Regions from separate parts of the Zea mays genome. Here region 1 is linked to region 2. The links are chromatin contacts, called in public Hi-C maps. All regions are on one chromosome and are shown on one strand. Each heading gives the region's core, a stretch centred on a gene start, on an enhancer-like site or on the middle of the called end of the contact. The rest is flanking DNA. Distances are from core to core; before and after follow the strand shown.

Region 1 (6,963 bases), core at 2,364-4,863, 280 kb after region 2:
GTCGATGGGCACACCGGACAGTCCAGTGCGCCAGCCACGTCACCCAACCGTTAGGGTTCTGATGGTTTCGACCGTTGGAGCTCTGACTTCTTGGGGTATCGGACAGTTCGGTGCCGCACCGGACAGGCACTGTTCACTGTCCGGTGCGCCTTCTGGCGGCTGCTCTGACTCTGCGCGAACAGTCCGCGCACTGTGTGTTGTCAGAAGACCGTTGGACCCAACCGTTGCGCTGGCTAGCCGATGCTCCGCTGGTGCACCGGACAGTCCGGTGGCACACCGGACAATCCGATGAATTACGAAGCGGCTCTCCAGAAACCCGAAGGTGAAGAGTTGGAGTCGATCGCCCCTGGTGCACCGGACACTGTCCGGTGCGCCAGACCAGGGTTCTCTTCGGTTTCTTTTGCTCCTTTCTTTTGAACCCTAACTTTGATCTTTTTATTGGTTTGTGCTGAACCTTTGGCACCTGTAGAATATATAATCTAGACCAAACTAGTTAATCTAATTATTTGTGTTGGGCATTCAACCACCAAAATCATTTATAGGAAAAGGTTAAACCCTATTTCCCTTTCACTTTGCTTCGGCTTTCACAAGCCAAAGCTCTCTAGTGTAACTGTGCTAGCGTGAAAAATTGAATGACTTCTAATCTTTCTTTTAAATAATAACGCATTTCATTAAAGTCTAATCCTGCTAGCTATTTCTATGCCAAGTGAATTTGGAAACATCGGTTTCTTGTGTCCTAGAACCTCTGGATGTAATCGTTAACCGATTCATCTTTCCCTTGTCGCAGGGCCACTAGGTCCACCAGAACTAATTCATAATCACCGGAGACCATCCATGGAATTTTTGTTCTAAATCTTCCCACGAAAAAAGAATTAGGAGACAGTGTGGCATACCATGCGAATGCAGTTCCTGGTAGGCATAATGAAAATAAACAAACAAAAAACGTCTCCGTGTTGGCCAATTCTTCTAATTGTGCTAGGAACAGGCCTATGTGTTTGTGCATGCTCTTACCCTGGTCACTCGAAAACTTTGCGAATTCGGGTATCCTAGTCTCTGTGGGTACGGGTGATAGCCAAATCGGCTATCATAGGGCCTCAGATATGACTACCCCTAGGGATCGTGCTAACTTCGAGCTTATCTCAGAACGCTTTGGTTATATCTTCCCTCACTATGCCGATGGCAACCAGCGGGAGTCCACCGGCTCTCTGGTCCAACATAGGTGTGGTTGTTTGGATATTAGTATGTTGTTTACCTCCCCAATGACTTGGGTTTTGTGGTGCATTAATGCTTGCCCTATGCGGCTCATATGACTGGCCATTCCTTTTTGGCCTTATAGGAGGGGCTGGAAAGTACTCGCCCCACGTGTTTGGGATGTTATATTACTATACTAGAGCATTGTAGGATGTGATGGAAGGTTTAGCTAGGATGGATGTGTATTTGGATAATAATCATCATCACTGGGTTCTATGTATTATGAGCCGGACTGTTCGGTTGAATAGGCGGACCGTGCGGTTGCGTGCGTGGACTATCCGACCGCATGGTCGGACTGTCTAGTAGTGTATTCGAACTGTCTGACGCTATGCGCGAACGATCCAAATTTTTTGTTTAGGATTTGCGCAGAACATGGCAGCTCAGACGCGTGTCTGGGTAATTCGGTTCCGGGACGGCCGCCGTTGGCCCAAGCGGTCTGCGCCCACGTGCGAACAATCTAGCCATGCACAGATCGGCGGGTTTACCCCGATGTGCGTAGGAGGCTATGCTTGTCTCAGGTACGTGTCTATCGGCATACCGTAAAGGGGTTGTAATTGGCCATGCCAATCTGCAGCCGATGAATCACATGTGTTTTCCCCTGATTCAACCTCGTGCGAGGGAAAATTCGCGATAGTAGATTTATCAAATGCGCGCACTAGCCTCTTATAGTCGCTTTGCATACCCCCTATAATCAATTGCATTTGGTCTCGCTGCTCACCTATTTAAGCTTTAAGAGATTGGATTCCGTTTGTTTCGCTTATCTTGGGGGTAGCCGTAGCAGGTCTGAGCGAAGCCAGATCAGTCGCCCGTTGTCGAACGACCTTGTTGTTCCTGTCCACTCTGAAGTTGGCCAGAAACTTCCCTTGTGCTTCCTTGATTAGCTACTCCTTGTGCTTCTCAAACTCTAGTTGTTTTTCAGCCGATAGGGTTTCCCAAGCCGGCTCAGTTATGTTACTAAGGGAGACATCAGAGCTATCTTTTAAACCGGCCATTGAGGGACGATCTGATAGATCCTCACACGATTTCCCCAACAGAGTCGCCAAAAAGTGTGTTGACACTGATCTAGGCACCAATCACTGCGATGAGTACCGACGGTGATGCTCTCTACGGAAGCGCAGATGGTCCGCGGCCGAGGGCCGGACGGTCTGCGACCTGGCGCAGAGGCTAGGGTTTCTGCCCGACGAGCCGGACGGTCCACGCGTACGTTGAGGCGACAGAGTCCGCCAACAACACCTGGATCCCGCTCCTAAGAGGGACCCCATCGGGGAGGAAAGATCCTAGGGTTTGTCTTGGGATCGGCAGGCCACCCAAGATGTCTCTAAACAACGTAGAGCCGAAGAGAGGTGAAGATTAGAGAGAGGAAACTATATTACCGTCTACTCATAGGGCAAAATGTCAAGAACTAAAGGTATATTGATTGTTGGTCCTTCAATCGATCGTACCCCTTCAAATATATAAGGGGAGGTCTAGACTCGTTCATAAGCGTTCTCCAACAGCTCCCGCGGGATTAGAGGACTAAACACACGAGGAGATGGGAGTTTTAACTGCCTGATTCGATCTATCCGAGGATCGTCCGCGCCTATGGGCGAACCGTCGGTGGCTCGGACCATCTAGGCCTCAGGGTCAAACTGTCCGGCCGTGCCCAATGCCACAAATGGTGCTCAACAGATTCATTAAGATCTTGGTCCATTTTCGAGGACATCTAATTTGTTCTACTTCAATTTATTAACAAAATCGATTTCATAAAATTAATCATGAATCTAGTTTCTCCTCGAACTTAAGCCAAAAATTAGTTAAAATTAGCCCTAGTGCATATAAATAGGAGGGTAATAAAAAGATATTTCTAGTCAAATTTTCAACCAGTTATTAGCTAACTTTAACTAATTTAAGCTTTTTTGGGTGTTTGGTATAACTCTGCTCCATTCTAGAGCAGCATTTCTCATAAAACTCTACTCTACTCTAGATGGATCAATTCTACTTTAGAGTCTAGATTTATTTCTCATAACTAGTGCCAATGCCCAATAGCGAGTAAGTACCTTCATATTCTATGATTAGGTTATTTTTTTAGGATTTGAGTAGCAAAAGAGGCATTTCAAAAATTTATATTGTAACCCTCAAAACTCTATGAAATTTGCAACTCTGAAGTTAGCGTGTTTGGTTGGCTCTCACCAGCTCTCTCTCTTTTATTGTAATGCCAAACATGCTCTCATGGCTAAAGTCATAAGCAATCTAGATTTTGTGCACAACTTTTGTTTTAGGCATGAAAAAAAGTGGAGCGAAACGGGCCGGCCCACTTTAACAAGCCCAGACTCAAGATGGAAGCGGTATACGACTGGGTCGCTTTGACTTACGTAGGACACTCCCGACTCTAGCCTCCTGCGGCTTCCGCATCCTCCGCTTCGTGTCGTCTGCCCTGCTGCCCAAGCCTCCGGAGGTTCTAGCGGAGCCGGCTCACTCTCGCGACACCGCCGCGGCCTCCGGCTATATATGGACGGCGAGGAGGCGCCCCTTGGCGCGCTCAACCTGGCTGAGTACGCCCCCGCCGGCGCCCGCACCGTCGACTGCTACAGGCGCATCCGCAAGATCGGCGAGGGCACCTACGGGTAAGCGAGCTGAACCGAAATCTCCTCGGCGGCACGCTGACCGGGCTAGAATTTCCCTTGCATTTTGGCCTGTTCCGCCTGAATCGTTCGCCGCGCGCTGCAATTGCAGTAGATGTTGAGTGGCCGTGGGATCGTACGGCCGGCGGCGGAATGATGATCCGTTTGGTCCATGGATGCACGATTCATGGCGTACTTGGAGCCAATTGTCGGCGGAGACTTTGTGTAGGTCATCACTTGTTGGTGGAGCAACAGTGCTTTTGCTTTTTCGCCCTAGTTGCCGTCAGTTATTGGCATCATTAAAGCTGTAATCTTTTAGTTGCTTAGGGTTCCCTCGATAGTGTTGGACAATATCGGTAGGTATGTCTGTCAGAATGGCTGAACTGTTAGACAGGCGTATGCATTAAGTCATGATGTATAGCAACCATGAAAACTTTGTCTATGTATATAATGCAGCTAGGTTATGTCTTTTTATTTGTCTGATGAGGTGGGGGGGGGGGATCCCATAACATCTGTTACTAACCTGATTATATGCATTTTAACTGGAATTTCACTTGTTTATGCTTACAACTTTGGTTCAGTTGGTCAGCTTTCATCTTTTTGGACATCCTGAGTCCTAAAAGTGATGTTTTCTCTTGTACGATTTTCCCGTGATAAGCTTTTATCTGTAGAAAGCATAATTTAGGAATTCATATCTCAATCTGTTGGTGCACATTAGGTCATCAAAAAGATTTTCACAAAGTAGTCAATTCAAGATATGTTGTCAAGTCCCCCCTGTTCAGCCAATGCTTTTGTAGAAAACAGTTTATGATGACGAGTTGGAGACACTAGAGCCCTATCTAGAATTTTGTGCATATAGAAAAATGATTTTCTATGTGTTTGAGCAATAGTTCAGGTTAAGGACCAGGCACTGCTATGTTCTTACGTTTTCGATCCCCCTGACCCCGACCGTTCATTTGCTTTGTACCGGAACTAGAGTCAACTCTGGAGCTTGTTCCCTTTGGCCAAAAGAAAGAAAATTTCCACTTTAAAAGTATATATCATTGTTTATCCAGTAATTTATAGCCTTGAACGTCTTTATTCTGGAAATATAATTTAAACATATGCACTAAAAATGTAAGGTTTCACAAGATATTATTTTTCTCTCAGTTGGTAAGTGTTTGAATCTTGTGCTTTCTTTTCTTCCTGTTTTGACTATTGTAAAATACTCCCTCTGAGATGGTCTGATAATCTGATTGTATTCAGTGGAACGTAAATAAAACAGCGCATACCTTATATTCTGTATCTAAAACGGTTAATGGGGGCAAGCACCTCCATTGCAAATTTGATTCTGAACTGTGCAACACGCAAGGTGTATGAAGATGCAAAAGACCAAACCTCTTGAGAAAATTTTTCGGCATTTTTGTACAATCAGTAGATCCATTAGGTATAGTCTTTCACACTGACAATAATTTGTAGTTCTTTCTGAACCCCTACTTTTATTCAACTAGGTGGACTATAATGGTCTTCCGTTATGTCTTAAGATCTTTGAAATAACCTGCTAAACATGGTTCTTTGAAATAACAATGGTTAAATTATCAATCTTGATGTTCTTTCTTGTCCTTAGGATTATTTCATGATAAGAAAATGGAATGAAGGAGATCTCCTGCCATATTTTCATTAGTTTTATTTCCTTGACATCTACATTGATCTGCCAGGGCATTTTACTACTACATGAATATTCATGATCTATCTAACCACCTAATTTGTCACTGTTGTGTCTTTTCCTACAAATCTCAGTGAGGTGTTTGAAGCTGTGGATATTATTACTGGGGAAAGAGCAGCACTTAAGAAAATAAAACTGGATGATGGCAAAGAAGGGGTAAGCTTTATCATCTCAACAAAGTTAATAATACTCAAGCACATTGTTCTGTGCGTGTTATAGGCCCCTCTGAACTGTTCAGTACCTATGTAGTTTCCACGCCAAATCTTGCGTGAGATTAAACTATTAAAAAAGCTGGATCATGAGAACATCATCAGATTGAAAGAGATTGTAGTATCTCCTGGTAACAAATGTTCATCTAGTCATTTCTAGATATATAATGGAGTGCATGATACAATGACATTGCTTAACCATTTTTAATTTTTTTCCCAGGTTCTGCACATGGAACAGGCGGATCAGGTATAGTATCACTCACTTCTCTTTTGTTTACTTGCTTATATTCTTCACTAATGTACCCCATGCTGATGGATTAATATTTTCCTTGTTTAATAATTTTTTACATGCACATAATTTTATCCTATGGACTATGCAGATGATCACATCTATAGGGGAGATATCTACATGGTGTTTGAATACATGGACCATGATTTGAAGAAAGTATTGCACCATAGTGCCCCATCCCAAGTCAAGGTACTGAAGTGTTCTTCCATCCATAAATTTTGGGCACATTTCTCTTCACATTTTTTCTAGCAATCTAAGGCATGGTTTGCTTCTGTATGCATGTTTTTTGTTGATTTTTTTAGTAGTGCCTCTGTTAACTCAAGTTTGTTGCATGGCATTATCAATGTTGGTTGCGGCGTTAGCCACTAGTAATCACGTATGAATGTATGATGCTGCTTCATGGTCTATTTCCAGGGGTTGAGGCCAGTATTTGGGCATCACGCTTATACTGATTTTGGCCAGAACATAGATAACAAGCAAATGAGCTCATGTTTTTCACCTGTACAATATAAAGAGAAAGTTATCTGTCCTAATTTGCTCAAAAACATAGCAGAACATAACAAAATAGCATATGTCACATTAGGACCTTCAGCAGCATGGGAGCTTGAAATATGATTTTCAGCAGAAGAGGGGCTTGAAACAACTGGCTTATAAGGTTATCTCCAGTAGATTACCCATTCCTATACCCATATTTAAACTCCACTCTGCAAACAGTGCAGTCTATAGTGCAAAACAATGTTTTGGGTGACCATATGGGTGAACTGCTGGACACGGTCTAACTGTCTAAAGCTACAAAGTCTTCAACCTCCTGTTCATCTTGGCTAAACAATGAATCAAGTGATCAACTAAAGACAATAAAAATATTTCTAAATTAAAGAGAAACAAGGGAGATGTATAGTCTCTACTATA
Region 2 (6,627 bases), core at 262-2,761:
TTACAAGAACACTCTTTCTACTGTACGACAATTCTTATACAACAATAAGGACATGACATACGTGTATTTTCTTCTATCTAACTTGGTTTGCTTCTTTTCCCAAAGGCAACTTCAAATGCACTGGGACTCCATCTTTTCTTCGGCTACTCTTCTTAGCTTCATCGTGTTGAAACTGTTCTTCACTTTGCCTTATCGGCGACTAGCTTCGTAGATCAGGTTGCAACTCTAGCTTTACTCCTTGAGACTGTGTTCAGCAGATCGTGCATATGGTCATGCAAAACACTATTTTACAATGTAGAATGCACTTGTTTATATAGTGGGGTTTGAAATAGGAGTTAAGATGAGTAAGGCCGCTAGAGATAGCCTGATTTGAAGCTATTTCCTCCTTGTACTTGAACCAAGAGAGTTATTAGACGACCAATCTTTTAGTTGACTATATGAGACATGAAAATATCATAAATCCCATTATAAACTATATTATTAACCTTGCTCTTAGCATGACTGATGATGATTGGAACCTACCACATTATTACCTATCAGAAATGGAGGGGTGCAGCTTTGCAGCAGGTGATGGCTGTGAACAGATCGGAGCGTGCCATAACTCATAAGTAGTGGAAAACTGTGCAGCATTGGATCACTCATAGTGTACGCGGAGTGATTTTGATCATTATCCACCGTTGGAAGTAGGGATGACAATTTAACCCGTAGACCTGAAACTCGACGGGTACTCGACACGACCGATGCGGGTATAGATGAAGGTTTTGATCCGCGGGTGCGCCCGCAAACGACCTAAAGTTTCACGGGTGTGGGTTCCTATTCAACCCGTGAGTGACCCGCACTTGACCCAAAATTTTGTTCGTTCTTTATTTTGCGCAAAAATAATTAAGATACAATAGTAATTTTTTTGAATAAGTAACTTAGCTAATGATTTATGAAATATTTTGTGAGAAGGCTTGAAATCCGTAGTTATAACTCAATTATTGTTGATACGTAATTATTTATAGCTGAATTATTATCTAAAAGTGTACACCGGTAAAAACTGGTGGGTGACTCGAAACCGGACTGCTTCATATGCGGATTTAGAATTACACCGCACGTTTAATTGTGAGCAGATTTAGATAATGCGATCGTAAGCTGATTTTTACTCAACCAACCGACCGTTTGGTTCAGATATTTGTAACGTAATGGGTAAGTAATAACGTTAAATCATGTTTGTTTTAGTCCCACCGTAATCAGATATCATACTAAAAATTGATACCGGACTATTCAAACTTGTTACCGACAGTAATCGAATGTAAACCATTACCATTACCCTTTGCGTTACATTTCTTGAACCAAACAGCACCCAGGTCTGTTGCCGTTCCTTGGAAGAACTGGGTAATGCGTGCAAATCAACTACGGTACCAAGGCCCAAAAGGCCGAAAGCTCGAATAATCTGAGTCATGTCCGCGAGTAGCGAGGGCGCCCAATCAATGCTGCCTGTCAGCCGGTAGCCCAACATCTGGGCCGTCTTTTACAGCAGACCTGGGCGCTTGGGCCACAATCTGACCTCCGTATCATCGCACCGTGCAAGTGAGAATGACAAGCAGCAGAAGCAGAACATGAAAAAAACGGATTGGACAAGCACGACTCGCTTGGCTTCTGCCTTGCAGGCTTACTCTTTGCAGCGGGAGAAGCTCTGCACGATCGAGAGCCATGAACGGTTGAATTTAATCACGTGAAACCTTATCAGATCCTCCTATGCTCCCAGCATCCTAGTACGGTTTCAGGGTTTTGCAAAAGCACCTGCTATTCAACATCAAGACCAGCTGTTATTCTGTTTCAATGCACCAAACGTTTCAACCGGTGCCACCACAAAGGTACAGTTTACTGTCTACACTGTCGTGAAAGCAGAACTCTCATGGAATCACACTAGAAACACCATCCGTACAGTATGCAGTATAGAAAGTCGCTGAGAACCCATCCACAATCATCTGAGGCTGCTCTGGAGTTAATCGGTAGAGGGAATAAGAAACTTGAGGAAAGGTTCAGCCTTGGGAGCGATGGATCTCACGTCCTCAAATTTGGCCATTTCAAAATCCTCGTACTGGAAGCCAGGGGCACAGGTGCAGCCAACAAGGGAGTAATGCAGCTCAGGGTCCCTCTTCCGAGACTTGACAAGAACGCTGCCATCAGATGCGAACGACTCGACGTCTAGTGTGGGGAACGACCCAAACCACACGTTCGGTGGCACGGTATACTGGGGGCGCTGGCCTGCCTCAAGGTGTGGGCCAATGACAGTAAGGTCAATGTGACCGTCGTCGTGAAGCTCGAAGACCTAAGACAAACACAGACTAGCAGCATTAGATCAAGCATTGCCAACTATTATCTCCGTTCTCGAATATTTGTCGCCCGCTATTTCATTTCAAAACTGAAATACGACAAATAAAAAAAAACGGAGGGAGTAGTTGTCTAATTGCTTTAGGCATGGAGAATAAGCAAGAAGTGATGCTAACCGTGAGAGGCTCTCCCTTGTAGAAGTGCCAGGTTTCAGCACAGGGAATGCGGTGGAGACGGGAAACACTCCCTGCGGGAAGTAGGAAATAGATTGCGGTGCTAACAGCACGGTTTACCTTGTCTGCAGCATACATTAAGGGGATATTAGAGAGATAATATCAGCTTGACTTCATATCCATGTATGATCTAGTTTAGTACTCATTCGTTGTCTAGCATTGCACTCAAAAATTCAAATTAGTGGTCACAGATATTAGTGGAACAATAACTTGTCTCCATAGAAAAGATCCAACCACTCAGAAATACACTAATAAGCCCCGTTTGGATCCTTAGAATTGAATTCCATTCCAATAATATAGTAATTTACACACGTATCAATTAAGCTAATACAATTTTATGCAAAATATATTTGTATACTATTATTAGTAAGATGCCAGCGATATTTACGTGCTACATTTCTACTAATACATAAAATCATTTCTCATCCTTTACCTCATGAATTTAAGATGGACTTAATATCTGAACTTTAGAAAGTGGTGGAATGTCAAATCCCAAGCCAAATCTGTTACTTTATTAAGTAAATTTTAATTCCTCTAAAATGAATGGCTCCAAATGCCCCGCAAATAAAATCACCAACTACACATTTAGGTTGTCTGCAGCAAATCGTATAATATAGGGCAGAACAGAGAAGCAATAAATATTTTCCAAACTGATGGCAAATGTTCAGTATTCTTAAAATTTGCAGTGGTTTCAGATGGCGGCCATACCATCCTGCTTTGGTTGTTACAGACATCTCACTAACTGCATGTTCCATTACAAATCGTACAAGGTAACAAGGAGCTTCAGGTAGCAACTACTGATAAAGATTCATATCACACGTAGCCACTATAGTACTATAACTAAGAAGCATGCAAGGTCAATACATGGCAGACCTAGTGCTAGAGGCTCCCATATGAGGCTTTGTTCGGTTAGATCTCAATCCATGTGGATTGAGTGGAATTGGGTGGGTTTAAATCCCAAGCAAGTCAAAGTTCTTCTAATTTTTTTTCAATCCATGTATAATGGGAATAATCGAACAAGGCCTGAGTGGGGTCTGAGGAAGGGATAAATCGAGACAAGCCTGCCTCCCGTAAATATAGCAGGTGAGACTGTGAGATAACTCTGACCACTACACTAGACTTGCCCTTCAAGATCATGGTAATGCACAAGACCTACCCTTCAAGATCATTACCATGGACAATGACCAAATATTTCAGCTTGTCACAATCCACGAATCATGATAAATGCAAAATTGCGAAGGGGCTCACGGGTCACGGCGCAGTGGCAAGGCCACTGGTCGCAAGTGCTCCCGCCCAGGGTTCGAATCCTGGGTGACGCACCAAATTGCGGCCTGGTGCCCACCTCCCTGTGACGGTTGCTGTGGCATCCCATTGGGTGACGCTCGGCCCCGGCAGGTTTTGGTGGGCCCATCTTCTTAAATATATAAAGCTAGGGGAACGGCAGACCCCTAATTGAGTTTTTTATGATAAATGCAAAATTTACACTTGAAATTTCAATTCCAAAGGTATTTATTCAGCTAATGTTTGTATGCAGCCATTGTGGGGGACAGATATCCCCGGGTCCACTGGAAGGATAAAAGACCTCACGAAAGGCCCAAAGGCCCAATAAATCGTAAGGTCATCCCTTCGTGGGTCTGGGGAGGAATGACCAGTGAAGCAGATTGACGTAAGGCAGGATCAGTGCGAGCCCAGACGACCCAATGACTTCGAGCAAGTAAGCACGACAGTGACCCGATCTTCTCGCATTGGAACCCTGTGCGATGGAACCACGCAAGGATGGGTCGGCGGAACTATAGGGAGATAGGCTCAATTGGTTCACTATCATTTAGGCGCATACTATTATCATATCCGCATGTAATGCCCCACGGTCGAATATATAAGGCCTAGGGGGCACCCCTTCAGAGGATCAATCTGACTACTCAGCCATCCACCTCAACTCTCTACGTTCCTTACACTAGAGAGTTCCCTTGTAATCCGCCACATAAAACATTCCCGCCAGGACGTAGGGTGTTACGCATCTCTAAGCGGCCCGAATCTGTACATCATTGTTCACAGTTTCTCGTGCGCTCTGCACGAACCATCGAGCTACAGTCGGCGACATCGTCCTACTCCTAAAAACACCTTGAGGGGCAACCCCGGGTGTGCGGTCGGACCCAAAACACCGACAGCTGGCGCGCCAGGTAGGGGGTGTGTCGCCGATCTAAGCTAGCTCAATGGCCGTCACCTTCCATCACAAGATCATCCTCCGCCCCGGATCCGTGTTCTGCTTCGGAACTATCTCATCTGTAGCGGATGAGGAAGGAACTCTACATCGCATCGTAGATTCGCCAAGGAGGAAGTCTCCTCCAACAACCTCCGAGAATATCGGGGTAAGGCAGGGAAAAGCGCAACCTACAGCACTCCGAAAAAAGATAGCCTTCAGCGAGCCAGGGGCCGAGGGCCCGCTAACCCGGAGGACTCCACTGTCTACCTCTCCGATGAAAGAATGGACACAAATCGCAAGGAAGAAGGAAACAAATAGGAAGCAAGTTGTTCTTCCTGTACCTCTGCCCTCAAAGGAGAACAGAAAGAAGATCGCCACGACAGCTGCGCCATTCTACCCCGACGTCCTCTTCATCGGGAGAGTGGAGTCGCCCCCCGTCTCCGACAACGAACCGACTGCACCCGGAGAGGAACCTCCTCAGCGGGAATCCCGCCGACGAAGGAACCGACGCCGAAATGTCCGGAGACATCACGAGGCCGGAGAGCGGGACCCGGAGCAGCCTGTCTCGCGAGACGAGGTCTCAGAGATAGGAGAAACGTCGGAGGAACGTGTCTTCAGGGAACGAAGGAATTCCCGACGGCGTGATCGCCGACGGGCTCAGGAACAAGCCGAGCAGGAGGCAAGGCAACGTCGGGAGAATCCACTCTTCGGGCGCAACCTGAACCCCGACTTCGTCCAAGCCATGAACACGCCGAGTGAAGTCGGAGGGGTGCTGGCTCGGAGGCGCTATCACGATAAGACCATGCGACGGTACCAACAAACTCTGAGGCGCTATCACGATAAGACCATGCGACGTCGATCCTTCACAGTGGGAGACCTCGTCCTCCGCCGAATTCTAACGGGGGAGGGACAGCACAAGTTGTCACCTTTATGGGAAGGACCATTCATAATAGCAGAGGTCACTCGGCCGGGATCATATCGTCTCACTCAGATGGACGGCACGGAAATTGGGAACTCATGAAACATAGAATACCTCAGTAAGTTTTACCCGTAGCTGTATTTCAAAAGCTATCGGGACGGCAATGTACTCTGTAAACTGGGAAATATATCATCAATAAAAAGACCTCAAGAATACTCAAATTGTTCATGGTCGACCTGCATTCTTACTTAACTTGGGGTGACCACTATGCCCTGCTAATGGAGCAATCGGCTTAAATCGGCAACGACTTAAGACGGTGCAACATGCTCGCGCTTACTTAACTCGGGGTGACCACTATGCCCTGCTAACGGAGCAATCGGCTTAAGTCGGCAACGACTTAAGACGGTGCAACATGCTCGCGCTTACTTAACTCGGGGTGACCACTATGCCCTGCTAACGGAGCAATCGGCTTAAGTCGGCAACGACTTAAGACGGTGCAACATGCTCGCTCTTACTTAACTCGGGGTGACCACTATGCCCTGCTAACGGAGCAATCGGCTTAAGTCGGGAACGACTTAAGACGGTGCAACATGCTCGCGCTTAATTAACTCGGGGTGACCACTATGCCCTGCTAACGGTAACGGAGCAATCGGTTTAAGTCGGCAACGACTTAAGACGGTGCAACATGCTCGCGTTTACTTAACTCGGGGTAACCATCATGCCCTGCTAACGGAGCAATCGACTTAAGTCGACAACGACTTAAGACGGTGCAACATGCTCACGCTTGCTTAACTCGTGGTGGCCACTAAGCCACACTCACGGAGCGATCGGTTTGAGTTAATACTAACTTAAACAGGCACGGCACACTCGGCGCGCATACAGTTACTCGTCTAGGGGCGGCCTCTATGTCCCATGAGGAAGTCTCAAAATCATCACGCAACATTTTACTTCTA

Evidence for each region. Hi-C and Micro-C count contacts between places; a contact is called where the count stands out from the background.
Region 1: a Hi-C map of ear shows a contact between it and region 2, with 2.1 times the contacts expected there. The contact joins the promoter of LOC100283405 here to the enhancer-like site in region 2. A contact is called at or near these places in 2 of 25 Hi-C or Micro-C datasets (ear and leaf).

Annotation. Positions count from the first base shown.
Region 1 is chr1:213,570,908-213,577,870 of Zm-B73-REFERENCE-NAM-5.0, forward strand. LOC100283405 (cell division cycle 2-related protein kinase 7) reads left to right here and starts at 3,614. Exons shown (of 12, transcript NM_001402535.1): 1 at 3,614-3,854; 2 at 3,964-4,076; 3 at 5,631-5,712; 4 at 5,806-5,896; 5 at 5,986-6,012; 6 at 6,146-6,243. The coding sequence starts at 4,024.
Region 2 is chr1:213,295,275-213,301,901 of Zm-B73-REFERENCE-NAM-5.0, forward strand. LOC100382548 reads right to left here. Exons shown (of 3, transcript NM_001175282.2): 2 at 2,496-2,617; 3 at 1,795-2,317. The coding sequence ends at 1,991. Among protein-coding and RNA genes, the nearest start is that of LOC100382548, 13 kb to the right of the region's middle. Within about 2 kb of position 1,512, at least 19 of the 20 cell types and tissues checked have an H3K27ac peak or open chromatin away from gene starts, as enhancers often do. A contact at or near this core is called in ear and leaf, where this site is marked.